2 separate regions of the Sus scrofa genome follow, and region 2 is linked to region 1. The links are chromatin contacts, called in public HiChIP or PLAC-seq maps. All regions are on one chromosome and are shown on one strand. Each heading gives the region's core, a stretch centred on a gene start, on an enhancer-like site or on the middle of the called end of the contact. The rest is flanking DNA. Distances are from core to core; before and after follow the strand shown.

The links. HiChIP or PLAC-seq counts read pairs in DNA pulled down with a chosen protein or histone mark.
Region 2: a contact with region 1 is called in an H3K27ac HiChIP or PLAC-seq map of alveolar macrophages. The contact joins the promoter of OST4 here to the promoter of GPN1 in region 1. A contact is called at or near these places in 1 of 5 promoter capture datasets (fetal liver) and 1 of 2 datasets of contacts at active chromatin or transcription factors (alveolar macrophages).

The regions. Positions count from the first base shown.
Region 1 is chr3:111,561,075-111,568,040 of Sscrofa11.1, forward strand. GPN1 (GPN-loop GTPase 1) reads right to left here and starts at 3,991. Exons shown (of 14, transcript XM_003125289.5): 1 at 3,841-3,991; 2 at 3,061-3,154; 3 at 258-297. The coding sequence starts at 3,951. CCDC121 (coiled-coil domain-containing protein 121) reads left to right here and starts at 3,971. Exons shown (of 2, transcript XM_003125283.3): 1 at 3,971-4,634; 2 at 5,381-6,966. The coding sequence starts at 4,135. The coding sequence ends at 6,332.
Region 2 is chr3:112,044,167-112,050,838 of Sscrofa11.1, forward strand. OST4 (dolichyl-diphosphooligosaccharide--protein glycosyltransferase subunit 4) reads left to right here and starts at 1,950. Exons shown (of 3, transcript XM_003125307.4): 1 at 1,950-2,106; 2 at 2,231-2,368. The coding sequence starts at 2,232. The coding sequence ends at 2,345. AGBL5 (cytosolic carboxypeptidase-like protein 5) reads right to left here. Exons shown (of 16, transcript XM_021087715.1): 13 at 6,114-6,269; 14 at 4,931-5,043; 15 at 4,009-4,139; 16 at 3,068-3,646. The coding sequence ends at 3,475.

The sequences.
Region 1 (6,966 bases), core at 2,741-5,240:
TCTCTAATTACAGCAGCCTGCTGTTTGAGACAATGGCAGAAAATGGAACTCACAAGCTGAGCGAGGATTTCTAATCACCTACAATGCCTCTCCCCATATTCATCCTCCCTCCTCTCCATAAAATTACTTGAAAGCGATCAAGTGCTTTTACTGGCATATTTCACAAAGAAAGGCACAAACACTTTTTCAAAGCCACACAATATATGGACTGTAACTAGCCAGGGATGAGCCAACCAAGCAGATGTGGAAAAGGATACTGTTTCATGACTTCTTTATACTTCACAGTGTCACGAATATCTGGGGGGAAAAAAAGAAAGAATGAGCTGGAATTTAGCACATAAGAAACAATACAGGAGTTCCCATCATGGATCAGTGGTTAACGAATCCGACTAGGAACAATGAGGTTGCGGGTTCGATCCCTGGCCTTGCTCAGTGGATTAAGGATCCGGCGTTGCCGTGAGCTGTGGTGTAGGTCGCAGATGCGGCTCAGATCCCGAGTTGTTGTGGTTCTGGCGTAGGCCAGTGGCTACAGCTCCGATTTGACCCCTGGTGTGGGAATCTCCACGGGCCGCAGGAGCGGCCCAAGAAATGGCAAAAAGACAAAAAAAAAAAAAAAAGAAAGAAAAAGAAACAATACAATTTAAGACTCTCCACCCATAATATCTAAGCCACAGGTCTCTCAAGTCATCTCTGCTTTCTCTAAGGAAACAAATCAGTTTCTCTCTTAGCACCCGAGTTACTTTTCAAATCTGTTTTCTAAATTTTCAAGCTAAGGGAGTTCCTGTCGTGGCTCAGTGGTTAACAAATCTGACTAGGAACCAAGAGGTTGCAGGTTCGATCCCTGGCCTTGCTCAGTGGGTTAAGGATCCGGCATTGCCATGAGCTGTGGTGTAGGTCACAGATGCAGCTCGGATCCCACGTTGCTGTGCCTGTGGCATAGGCCGGCAGCTACAGGCCCAATTGGACCCCTAGCCTGGGAACCTCCATATGCCGTGGATGCGGCCCTAGAAAAGGCAAAAAGACAAAAAAAATAATAGAATAAATTTTCAAGCTAAGATCACAGAATTGTGATAATCAAAGAAGTAAGATCAGGAGGAGACTAGGAGGACAGAAGGTATCCTCTAAGTACCTTCCCTCCCAACAAGAAACTGAAACTAGCTTTTGAGGCTTCTGTTGTCAGTACTGTCTTCTAGCAATTTCTCCAGCTTCACACTGGTTCCCTTCCTTACAGCCAAGGATAACTGCTAAGTAACTGCCAATAAAAATGTTAGGCTAGGAGTTCTCTCAAGCTACAGTAAGGATGGTCTGAGACAAGGAGGAAAGTTATATACAATTTAAATACCTACTGACCACATTCATAGAAAAGGGGAGCTAAATCAAGAAAAAAGGTTTATTTCCTTACTCTTCGTTTACTGATAACAAAAGTAATACAGATAATATTTTTATAAAGGTTGGAGTTCCCATTGTGACACAGTGGAAGCGGATCCGACTAGGAACCATGAGGTTGTGGGTTTGATCCCTGGCCTCGCTCAGTGGGTTAAGGATCTGGTGTTGCTGTGAGCTGTGGTGTAGGTCACAGACATGGCTCAGATCCCTCATTGCCATGGCTATGGCCTAGGCCGGCAGCTGTAGTTCTGATTCGACCCCTAGCCTGGGAACCTCCATATGCCATGGAAGCAGCCTGGAAAAGGCAAAAAGACCAAAAAAAAAAAAAAAAAAAAAAGTACTAACTTCCGGTGCTAATATGAATAAATGCTAGGGATTTATACACAACGTTATAAATGTAATGAGCACTGTTCTACACTATAAATGAAAGTTGCTAAGAGTTCTCATTCACAAGGAAAACAAACTTTTTTTCTATTCTTTAATTTTGTATCTATATGAGATGATAAATGTTCACTAAACTATGGTAACCACTTCAGGAGTATGTAAATCAAATCATTATGCTGTACAACTTCATCATATACAATGCTGCATATCAATTATACCTCAATAAAATCAGAAAAAAATTATGTGGATGGAATTTAAAATTTTAAAAATTGATCTGTCCAGTAATATCTAACCAAACCTATCTAGCAGTCAGCAGACCTTCTCCATCAACTATTAGAGTTCCATCCTTTAAGTGAAACGATGGGAACTTTTTTTCCCAAAACTCTTCCCATAATGATTTCTGCTTCTTAATACAAAGTTTTCCTTTATCAGCACTGGAGTACAAGCTTAATAGAATTAAAAAGAAACCAGTAGGGAAAAGCCTAATACCCAGGAATAGTCTGTGGAGATCAGGATGCCTAGATCCTATCAAGAATCAGGACTCTGCATCATATCCATTCTTAATCTTTTTTATAGTCAAGTCTGATGATAACAGGGAGGGAACGTCTCGCACAACCACATACAGGCATATTTACACACATTTCTCCATGTAACTTTGAAAGCAAACTACTGCAGTAAGCAAATTACTGTTCAAGACACTCATGCTCCAAAAAAAAAAAAAAAAAAAAAAAAAAAAAAAAAAAAAAAAAAAAAAAAAAAAAAAAAAAAAAAAAAAAAAAAAAAAAAAAAAAAAAAAAAAAAAAAAAAAAAAAAAAAAAAAAAAAAAAAAAAAAAAAAAAAAAAAAAAAAAAAAAAAAAAAAAAAAAAAAAAAAAAAAAAAAAAAAAAAAAAAAAAAAAAAAAAAAAAAAAAAAAAAAAAAAAAAAAAAAAATCATCCAAACTGGAAGAAACTATAAAAACAAGGTTTATGTATCAGAGCCTGCTGAAGGATTTACAGCTTAGAAGCCAAAAGACTGACTTTCTGTCACTTCATTTTCCCAAATACCATAGTCTCACACCCTAAAGTCAAAGAGAGGTAATGAAAATGGTAGGTGATAAGGAAAGAAATTTAGAAAGGGGGAAGGAGTAAACAAAGAGAAAATGATCATCGGGAAGAAGCCTAAGGATGCTAGCAAATCCAAGGGAAATGCTAGACAACATCAAAAATGAAAGCATTTAAGCCTGATGGATAGGCTGACAGTTTTCCACTCTCTGAGAAACTTCACACCAGTTCTGGTACAGTTTACTCACCAATATTGGCAGGAAAGGGAACTTCATGCACAGCTGGGTCCAGGTTGATCACATAAGGTGGAGAGCCTTGACTATGCAGATGTCCGGTGAGCCTCTGCAGAGATATGGAGAGAGGGATAGACTGAGACCAAGAGGCATGATACAGAACCAAGAGAGAACTCCCACCCCTCTATCCAACTTACCAGAGGAATTTTGCACTTGCATTTCCCTCTACCTTAAATATCCACCTCTGATCTCCACCTCCAACAATCACTCTCAGTTGAATGCAACGTTTCTTCATCACACATCGTACTCTCCATCAAGTATTGACTAGGGGGGCGGGGGGGACGACGGGGTTTCCATATCTCCCACAAAACTTAAATTCCACCTAAGCGGGAACCTTGTTACTTCATTTCCGCTGTATCCCCAGTGCCTGACACACAGGAGGCACCCCAGATAGAATTCTTTAGGAATCTACACCGAAAGCCTGTGTGCTAGCACTGTATTACCTGCCAGGATTCCTTGTAAGCCTCTACCTTTGAGGAGTTGGCCGACAAGACAATTTCAAGTACGGTCATACCTCGTAGGCACTGAGGGGGCTCAGAAAGAGGCTAAATGAACCCAAGTGAGGATCTGAGAAGGGTTCACCGAGGAAGGAACCGGAGTTGCTGGCAAGACCCTAAAAGCCTGGCGCCGGTACCCTCCAACTCCCCAGAGATCTCCCTCCCTTTCTCCCTGGCCTTACGCCCGCCACAGACAACTTCCACCGCGCCCCTACTCCGCCCGCGCCGTGTAGGTCACCTGTACAAAGGTGGTTTTCCCAGACCCCGCCATTCCCAGCACCAACAGGCACGCCGGAGCCCGGGGACCCCCGGAAGCTTGCGGCACCGTGGCAGCTTCGGGCGCAGCCATCTTGCTCCTGGCTCCGCCCACTCGACCATAGAGACGGTCGTAGCTAGAGAGACTCCCGCGAGGTTCGGGACGCTGAATGAGACTAGAACCAAACCGAACCGAACCGAACCAAACCCAACTGGCCCGGGAGGGCAGGACCAAGGGGAGAGACGTGCGCCTTAGTGTCTGTCCGTCCGGACCCGGATGGGGGCCCAACTAGGGACAGAGACGGGGAGGTGGAGACACTGGGACGACAACTGGAAGGGGTCAGCCCCAGAGCAGCTCACCGTCGTCGGGCGAGGCCTGCTAAGGACACAGCTGCGGACCCCAGGCGGGTGGGAGGACAGGGGACCCCCGGGCTCACACAGTACGAGAGTCAAGAGAGGGCGTTTTCCTGCCGACCCGCTGCGAGCAGGAAACCGAGCCGCGGGAGAACCAGCCGCTAGGGCTGGTCCGGCAGCCGAGGAGGTTAAGCGGCTCAGAGCTGGACAGGCCAGGACCCGGGCTGTATGCGAGCCCCGGAGTTGCTGGGCCGCTCCGAGACCTCCAGAGACCCGTCGGGAGAAACTGGGAAAACCCTCTAGACTGCGACGCGGTGTCCGCGTGTCGCCGGCCCCCGGCTCTAGCGCTGGCTCCCTGACGGCCTCCCCAAAGGAGCTGCGCCGAGGCTTGGGGGAGGAACGTTTGGTTGCCGAGTTTGTCAAGTAGGTACTGAAGGAGCGCATCCCTCCCCTCAAAGCGCCTTGGGCACCCGGAAAGGTGGTGGAAGAGCCGAGCCCTATGCCCTAACTCCCGACCGGCCAGATGGCTTCTGCGGCCCTTCGGAGTGCCTGTAGTGTGCAGTTAAGCCTTGAGATCTGGGTTTCAAGCCCAGGTTCTGCCACCCGCTGGCGGTGTATATTGTGGCCAGGCCACTTAAGTTCTCTAAACCTGTTCTCTCCTCTTTACATTTGAGATACTACCTCGCAGGGTTGCGGTGAAGGCGTAGTGTGGGTTGTAAACTACACTCTCAACGTCTTTACCCTTAGTCCTATTCCCGATGCCGGTGCCTTGTGTGAGGAACATCATAGGTGCTTCCAAATATTTGTTTTTTATTGTTGTTTGTCTTTTCTAGGGCCGAAGCCCTGGTATATGGACGTTCCCAGGCTAGGGCTCTAATAGGAGCTGTAGCTGCCAGCGTATGCCACAGCCACAGCAATGCCAGATCCGAGCCGCGTCGGCGACCTACACCACACACAGCTCACGGCAACGCTGGATCCTTAACCCACTGAGCAAGACCAGGAATCGAACCCACAACCTCATGGTTCCCAGTCGGATTCGTTAACCCCTGAACCATGACGGGAACTCCAGGGCTCCCAAGTATTTGGGATGTGGAGGTACAGGTGTGCATTTTTAAGATTCTTTCCTAACTTTTCCTGATGGGGGAATGTCTCGCTTGTTCTTCCTTCAGATTGGCTGAGGACTCCAGTAGTTCCCTTCAACCAGATCTTCGCTTCCTAAATAATTTTCTCAAGCCAGAGAAGCTAACAAAGAGAGAGAAGAGGTTTAAAGAAAAGGCAATAGTAGAAATGATGAAGCTGGACAAGCAAATCAAAGAAACTCAAATCCGGCTAGAACCTATAATGGGGGATACTAGGCAGCTGCTTGCAGAAAAGGCACATGTCAAGAAGGAAAACCAGTTCTTTCTGGAATACCTGACCAAGCAAACAGAGGAGTGTAAACAGCGAATTGAGAAGCTGTGGAACGACTATTTACACCAAAGTGGGGAGATTGAACAAAAGAGACAAGAATTAGCCTCTAAATATGCAAAGAAAAAATCAGAGCTTAAAACAGAGCTCCTGCAGAAGGAAAAGATCCTGTCCAACTTGAATCAGCAGTTGGAGGCAATGAGGGACATTTCCATAGTAAAGGAGAACCAGGAGAGAGAAATTCGGACACTGCAGCAGGAGATAAAGAAAACCCAGGCTGAGACAGCTGTAAAGAAACAGGCTGTACTGGTTCAGTTCTTCCAGGAAAAAGCATTACTGGAGGCACAACTGAGCGAGCTAGACGCAAGGCAGTTGGGAAAGAGACCAACAAAGGAGCTGAACAGCAAGAACCAAGCCTTAGAGAAGGCAGCAAAGCAGTATGCTTCCGAGTTCCATGGTAGCATCAACAAACAGCACCAGCGGTTACGGAAGGAACTACCACAGCTAATTCAGAAATGCCAGAAGTTGGAGGCTACTCACAGCCATTTAAAGCAGCAGCAGCAGCTGCTGCAGCAGGAGCAGTGGTACCTGGAATCCTTAATCCGGGGAAGGCAACGACTCCAAGAAAGGCGTAATCCATGCCCAAGACAGGGTGTTCCAAAGACCACACTGAACCCTGCCCTGGGCACCAAGTCAAGGATGCATCCAAAGTAATTTCTAAATAACACTAAGTCAGGACTAGAACAAGGGTTTTTAGGTGCTGCATAACATAAACCTGGTTAGGAAGCCTTTGGGATCTCAGGTTGCTGTGGTAAAATAGCCACCATGATGTGTTAATGTGAAGGATTAGGTGCTTTTTCCAGCAGTGGTGCTAGATTATTTACTAGACTGGCTTCCCTTAGAGTTAGGTTTTTCTTTAATTAGGTCTTGGTAATAAACAGGTTCTTCCTCACATCTCCAGATAGCCCCGTATCATTTGCCGAAAATCCACACGTGGAAGAAACTAACTACCTTAAGAGAACCACCTTGAGGAAGTGAGAGGAAAACAGTTGTGTGATGTGTTTCACCTATAGCTAAATTAGGTTTCTTTATAGAAAAAGCCCCCCCTGCCCCAAAGTATAGCATTTCAGATGGTTACATTCTGCTTTCTGCCCGTAAACAACCAACCTCAGTGTAACCTCACTCCTTTGGCCACCTTCACAGACAAAGGCAAGGTGTTTTTAAGCTCTTTGTAAAGTCTGTGCTCGTGATCAGTTGGCTGCTTCTATAGTTTCCTATGATTGAAAAATACTCTAGTAACAGCAAGTGTAATAAGCCGTAGAATGACTTTCTCTCTGATGCTCAACCC
Region 2 (6,672 bases), core at 700-3,199, 480 kb after region 1:
TGTCTCACTTCCCACCTATTTTTCTACCCCCAGCTTTGTCCAAGGTTTGTGAGTTCTTAGCTGAGTCTAGTTTAGTCCTGGAGACCATTTTAAACTTAGTTAAAATGTTCCTCCAGGCATGAGGCCAAATGACCCATTCGAGGCTGAAATGACCCATTCAAGGCTGATAAAGACTCGCTGACCTAGGCACAGGAAGTTCTGGGAGGTGAAGGGCATTTTTGGATGGTTCTAAAACAAATCATTTTCTGCCTGTCCTTGACCCTAGACAATCTATTGAGTCCACAGCCTGACAAGGCGGATGGAACAGAGGAAGGAGGATCAAGTGACCATTTATAGAAATGGCCAAATCAATGACCATTTATAGAAACTTGGTCAAATCAGTTACCTTCTGGTCCTCAGTTCCCTTCTTTATAAAGTGATCTCAAAGCCCCCCTTCGGCTCCAAGAGTCTAGTTTCCCTGCACTTGGGTCAGCTGGTTTCAGGCTAGCCTTGGAAAGCAGAAGCACTTCCAAAACCTTCCCCCATGTCATTTGCAGTCTAGAAAGTCTACTTTCCAGGATCTAGTTCTGTTTCAACAGTAGATCTAAATGTTTGGTTGCACTTGGATCTGCTCCAAATTTCCAGGAGACACAAAACACAATGTGTGTTATCCTTCACAACCTAGACCCTCGTTCTCCCAGGCAGAGCTGGGAACAGGCTGCTCACCAAGGAACACATGAGGGGGTAGTACATGGCTGGGGTTTCACTGGTACATGGAGGGGACATGGGCTGGGGGTTTTAAATAGGAAACGTCTGGGAAATATTGAGCAGGGGCTGGGTAATAAAATAGGGGAGGCAAAGGGAACTATAGACTGCTAAAGGCACAGCTTAGGAGTCACTGGGCTAGAGCATGGAGGACAAACTGCTGGGGGTCCCAGGACAAGGAAGACCGCCCTAGCTGGCGGTGCACACAGGCAGAAGTAGGTTCCCTTACCCAGCTGTTCCAGCCCCATAGCAGCTCCTGTAGTTTTCTTTGGCTCAGAGAAGCAGAGGCGTCCCCTGAGCCCTGGCCCCCCTCTACCGCAAAGCAACTGGCTTCCATTACCCCTGACAGCTCCAGAGCAACAGCCCAGCCCCCGCCCCAGCCTGGCGCAGTGCCGTTCCCTTTTATGGTGAAGCTGAGGGAAAGCAAGGAGTGAGGGGGGAGCACGTTCTGGCTGGGCCGAGGGTTGTAGAGCCCCAGAGGGCCTCTCCCCTCACCAGAGACCCTCGGACATCTACCCACTGTCAGCTTTCTTTTTTCTCTTCGGTGGCCCACTCTGCTTGTAACCCACACGACCCTCTTGCTGGTTCCAGCCCTTCCTCCTTTTCCTCCCCCCTCACATCCGGGGGGTGATTTCCCACTTGGCTGAAGTCCCACGGTTTGGGTTTTGATTCCGGGAGGGTCCGCCCTATTTCCGACGCCCACCTCTGGGGGTGGGATGGAGGGAAGGGAGTCCGGGTAAGGGAGGCACTGGCCAGATCGGATCACAGGCAGGATCGCTCTACTTGGCGGATGCGGGGCAGAAAGGCTGGCGCCGAGGAGAGGTACTCGGACGCCCCAGCCCTGTCCCCATTCTGCACCGTCTCTCATCGCTCCCCCAGCCGACCGGGCAAGGGAGGGGCTCCGGAGGGCAGAGCGTAAAGGAAGCACCTGGCCGGGCCGGGAAGCAAAGGGTGGGCCGTAGTGCGAGGGCCCGGGACAGAAGGCGGAGGCTGGAGTCTAGGGTCCGGTCGAGCCCGTCGCCCGGCCCTGCTGCCACATCCTCGCCCTAGCCCACCCTGGGCTCGGGGCAGGCTGCCCCGGCGGCGCCAACCGCGTCCCCGGCCCAGCCAGCTGCAACCAGCTGCGCCGCGCCAGCCCACGCCCTCCTCAGCCAGTCCCTCCGCAGCTCCGCCCAAGACCCCGCCCCTCACGACTGCGCCGCAGGAGCAGGCGAGACGCGGGAGCTAGAGAGCCCGTACCAGCTGCGCCGCACGGCCGGAAGTGCCTGATTTGGGACGGAGCTGGAGCGACCAACTTCCGGTCCAGGTCTCCTACCTCGAGCTGGTTCGCAGACCTTGTCGCAGCCGAGCCCAGCTGATCAGGTGAGAGGCACGCAGGCGCGGTCCACGGCCCATCGGCGGTGACTGGACCAGGGGGGCGAGGACGGCTCCCGTTCTGGGTGAGGAGTGCGTCGGCCCGAGGCTCAGTCCTCCTTCTTCTCCGCAGTATGATCACGGACGTGCAACTCGCCATCTTCGCCAACATGTTGGGCGTGTCGCTCTTCCTGCTTGTCGTTCTCTATCACTACGTGGCCGTCAACAACCCCAAGAAGCAGGAATGAAAGTGGCGCTTTCTCCGCCCCAGGTAACGGTCCGGGGCTGTAGCGCCTAGCCCCGGAGAGTGGAGGGGCGAGGCCGGCCGCGCCAGGGTCTGCAGGGTTTGAAACTTCAAATCAGAAAGTGTTGGGCTAAGCATGTTACAGTCCAGAACTGGGCCCCTTAATCTGCACGGAGTAGTGAGTGCCTTTCCCCCTCCTTCTTAAACTGCTCCCTGCTAGAACGGGGGTGGGTTTCCCAACCCCCCCTCAATCCCCATCTTCATGTGTTCCCCAGATGCCCAAGTTGACAGTATGGTGTAAGGGGGTATTGACACGTGAAGGACTAAAGGTACTGAGGATGCCATCCATGTAGGAGAATTTGGGCTCTCCTTGTAAATAGTTCTCACTTTTACAAGGTTTTTAGGCCTAACTTTTTTTCTTGTGAGGGGTTGTAAAGATAGAGAATTCTATTAGAGAGGCACGGCACTGATTTAGGGGGTAGCCACTGTAGACCCAAGTCATAGAAAAGAATGGGGCATAGGAGGGGGGTGGTGTGAAGAGCTTGAAAACCAGCCATTCTGTGTGGGTCACAATTGTTAGCGGGGAACAAGCTGGATGGGAGTTGATTCCTGAAGGGTTGCCCCAGAGGAAGGCTGCAGCGTTTTCCTTACCTTAGGTCTTTCCCCCTCTTTTCTAGGGTTCCAGGACATAGTCTGAGGCAAGATGGAGGGTGAGGGGCCTTCACACTTCACTTCATCCCTTCTAACCATCACAGCATACAAAGCAACTACACCTGGATTTTTCCAAACAACTTTTATTTCCTCAAAGTCTTCCTTAACCCTATGGAACAAGAAGCTGCCACTGAGTAGGGCCCAGTATAGGGGCTGCTTTCTTTTCTACTCCCTCCCCCCAATATAAAAATATAGATTTTTGTGTGTGTGTGTGGTCCCAAAATCTTGTGCTGTGGAGGGAGGGAAGGGGTGGCAGGTCCCTGCTTTGTCTTGTTTCAAGGTGATGCAGTGCCTCAGAACAGTGAGGCTGGCATTCCGAGGAGTTATAATTGTCACATGGAATCAGCAGCTGAGAAAGGGGACTCGCATATGTCTATGTTCCCTATCTTGGGGGCTCTATCCTGGGCGTGAACGTCAAGACGTCAGACCCGGGGAGAAACAGTGAGTGGGGGAGATTTAGGAACAAAACAAACCTCAGTCTGGCCCAAGGGCCCCCCACTGTAACAAATCCGGGACTGGGAGTCAGACAGACTACAGGAAATAGGAGAAAAGGCAGGGGCAGAGCGGGGCCGTGGAGGCCCAGCCTGAGGCAGCCTGCAACAGAAAAAAGAGAGGAGTCAGGGTTGTGAAAACTCTGCTCTGCTCTGGTCTGTTAGCCAGGGGCTGGGGGACGAGAGAGGCCAGATGCGGGCGGATAGGCAGGTTGAGTACTGCACAGTGGTCTGATACTGGAACCGACCAGCTCCTGGGCCTTAGGCCCTAACTAGAAATTGTTCTTTTGTCTGTTGGAGTGAAGACTGTGGGCATGATGAGGAAAAAGTCAGGGACTAGATTCTTAATGAAAGTACATTCAGTCTTTTGGGAGAGGGAAGGAAGAAAATGACGGTGAATGGCAGAAATGGGAATGAGGGGGGAGAAGTGAGAGGTGGGGTGAGGGACGGGACCCTGGGGCTCACCGTGGTGTCGAGTGGGGTCCCGGCTCCGGCTCACTGCTCTCCCTGGTCCGGGGGATAGGGGATGTGGGGCCCGAAGAGCCTCTCATCCCTCTGCGAGTCGGCGGTGAGCCCCGGCCCAACCTGGGCCTAGCCTGTGTGGACAGGGGGTGGGCTAAGAGGCTGGAGTCTTCCATGGACTTTTTTGCTTCTAGGACTCCTTTCAGAGTTTCCACATGTATGAGTGTAGTATAGGGGTCGACACAGGTACTAGGACCTTGAATTCCTGGGCACTGGCCCTAAGGGAGAGGGCAGGGGGGATCATACCTAGGAGACACTTGGGCTCAGTCTATGACTATAGTTAACTAGGGGAGGCAAAAGGTTCCAGCATTCAACCTCCATGGCTGTACCATGGCCGAGGTCTGGCTGAGTAGAGAAGCATGGTGTGGAAAGATGGAGGAGTAGTAGGTCTCCCTCAGCCTTCTGTGCCTCAGCCCCTGCCAGAGCAGTGTAAGCTTCACCCATCCAGTTGGCTTCTGCCTGTTCCCAACTTTAGTCAGCCTAGCGTGGGGTCTGGACTGTTCCTAGGAGCAGCAACCAGATGTGTTACCTGGGGAATCCGGGACCCCTCCTGGCGGGAACTCTCCTCGGGCAGGTCTGGGCAGAAAGAGAGGAGAAGCTAAGGGCAGGGGCAGGCAAAGCCAAAGCAAGGAAGCTGAGGTCAGGGTGTATCTGGCAGGGATACTGGGGTTGGAAGCAAGCAAGAGACCTGGCTGAAGGGGATGGGGGCACTGGACAGACAGGCAGTCACGCAACAGAGCGGCTCCCTGCCGTGGATGTGGGCAGAGCGTGTAAAGCAGTGCTGGGCATCTTCCCTCCCGCTACCCAGTGAACAGCTCTGCCAGAGTTGTTATGTTGGGGACTGAAGAAGACCCAAAAATGTTACCTGCAGTCGGGTCCTGATACAGGGGATCCGAGGTCCAGGCCCTAGCAGACCTTTCCCAATCACCATGACAGCCTCTGGCTTGTCCCCTGAGGACAGGAATGGACAGCTGCTCCCTAGGGAACAAAGGAAACTGATAATCAGGATGGGACCATGGAGAAGAGGTAACTTCCTTTAGACCAAGGTTTCTCAGTATTTGTAATATTGACATTTCGGGCTGGATAACTCTGTTGCGGGGGTTGGAGGGCTGCCTCCTGTATTTCAGGATGTTTAGCAGCATCCCTGGCCTCTACCCAGCAGGTGGCATTTCTTCCTGCCCCCTCCCCATTATAACAACTGAAAAATCTCCAGATGCTGCCGAATGTCGCTGGTCAGCAAAAGCACCCCTGGTTGAGAAGCATGGCACACGCTATAGTCTGGTCCAAGGGGTGGAGCAGCATCTCAGAGCTTGAATCAGAACCCGCTGAAGCTGAACTCCTCTGAATTTATAGACTTTAGAGTTAACCCAATCACTTGCATAAGCATTTAAGGATCAAGTTAGCTGTAGTCAAGACTGGTGGATTCAGGACTACCCATCAGAGTTAACAGCTTGGGAGTAGTGGGCTCGGAGAGAGGTGGATGTTAGACTGGAGTCTTAGACATCACTCCCGTGCAGTCCTCTCCACAGCTGGGGCTGTAACCTAAAAAGAGCACATGCATGTCCCAGGCTCTAGGGGGATGATACAGCCACAGAACCTGTGCAGTGGTGACAGGTGGAAGGCCTATGCTTTTTTTTCCCTCTTCAGTTTTTTTCTAACGTTGCCCGGCTGCTGAAGTCAGGGAGCCTGAATAAGCAGCAGGTAGGAAAAGTACTCGGGGTCCTCAACAGTACAAATAAGGATTCAATGAAATGTGCTTAGAGCAGTGCCTGCCACATAGTAAATGCTCCGTAAGTGTTAACTTATTTTATTATACAAAATGTTCATTAAATTCCAGCTTCCTGTACAAGGGCATCGATGCTTGGCATTTATAGGGTAATCCAGGAGGGCTGGAGTAGCCTGCATCACCTCAAGAAGGAGGTCCGGGTCACATGGCAGCAGAGCTGGAGGGACGTCTTCAGGCCCAGTCAGGAGCCTGCTCTACACCCTGGGTGGTAGGGAAGGAAGGAGGCCGGCCAACCCAGATTTCAGCGGCAGTGGGTACAGACCTGATATGCTGAGTGCGCTGGGCAGCAGGCAGGAGCCCACGCTCTGTGAAGAGGCTAGGTGAGAAGGAGCAGGAGCCAGGGATGGGGCCAGGGTGCTCGAAGCAGGGCGATGGGTCAGTGGCTGCTGCCGCCGTCTCCTGTCCTGGCTTCGGGGCTCTGAGTGGAAGGGACACAGGCAGATGAAAGGGCGGATAAGTGAGGCATTGTCACCACAATCCCACTGGCTCTCCCTCGTCAGAAGACGCCTGTGGCCCAGCCTGTCATCACACCAGCATCCCTCTTCTGAAGTAAATCTGAGATGGGCAGAAAGATCTAATAATGTATTCCAGCTCTCCAGTTTTCATCCAGCCCTCATCCTACTCTGGCCTCTGTAGCTGACCGATCTACCACCCACCCACTAGTTTGTTCTTCTGGCAAAGAAGTTGCTGAGCTTTGCTCTCCTAGGTTCTCCTCTTACCTCTGTCTGCTCCCCTAAATGTCCATGTACCCCCACCATTTTATCCTTGGTCCTCTCCTGCTCTACATACTCCCAAACTCCCAAGTCTCCCTCTCAGCTTCT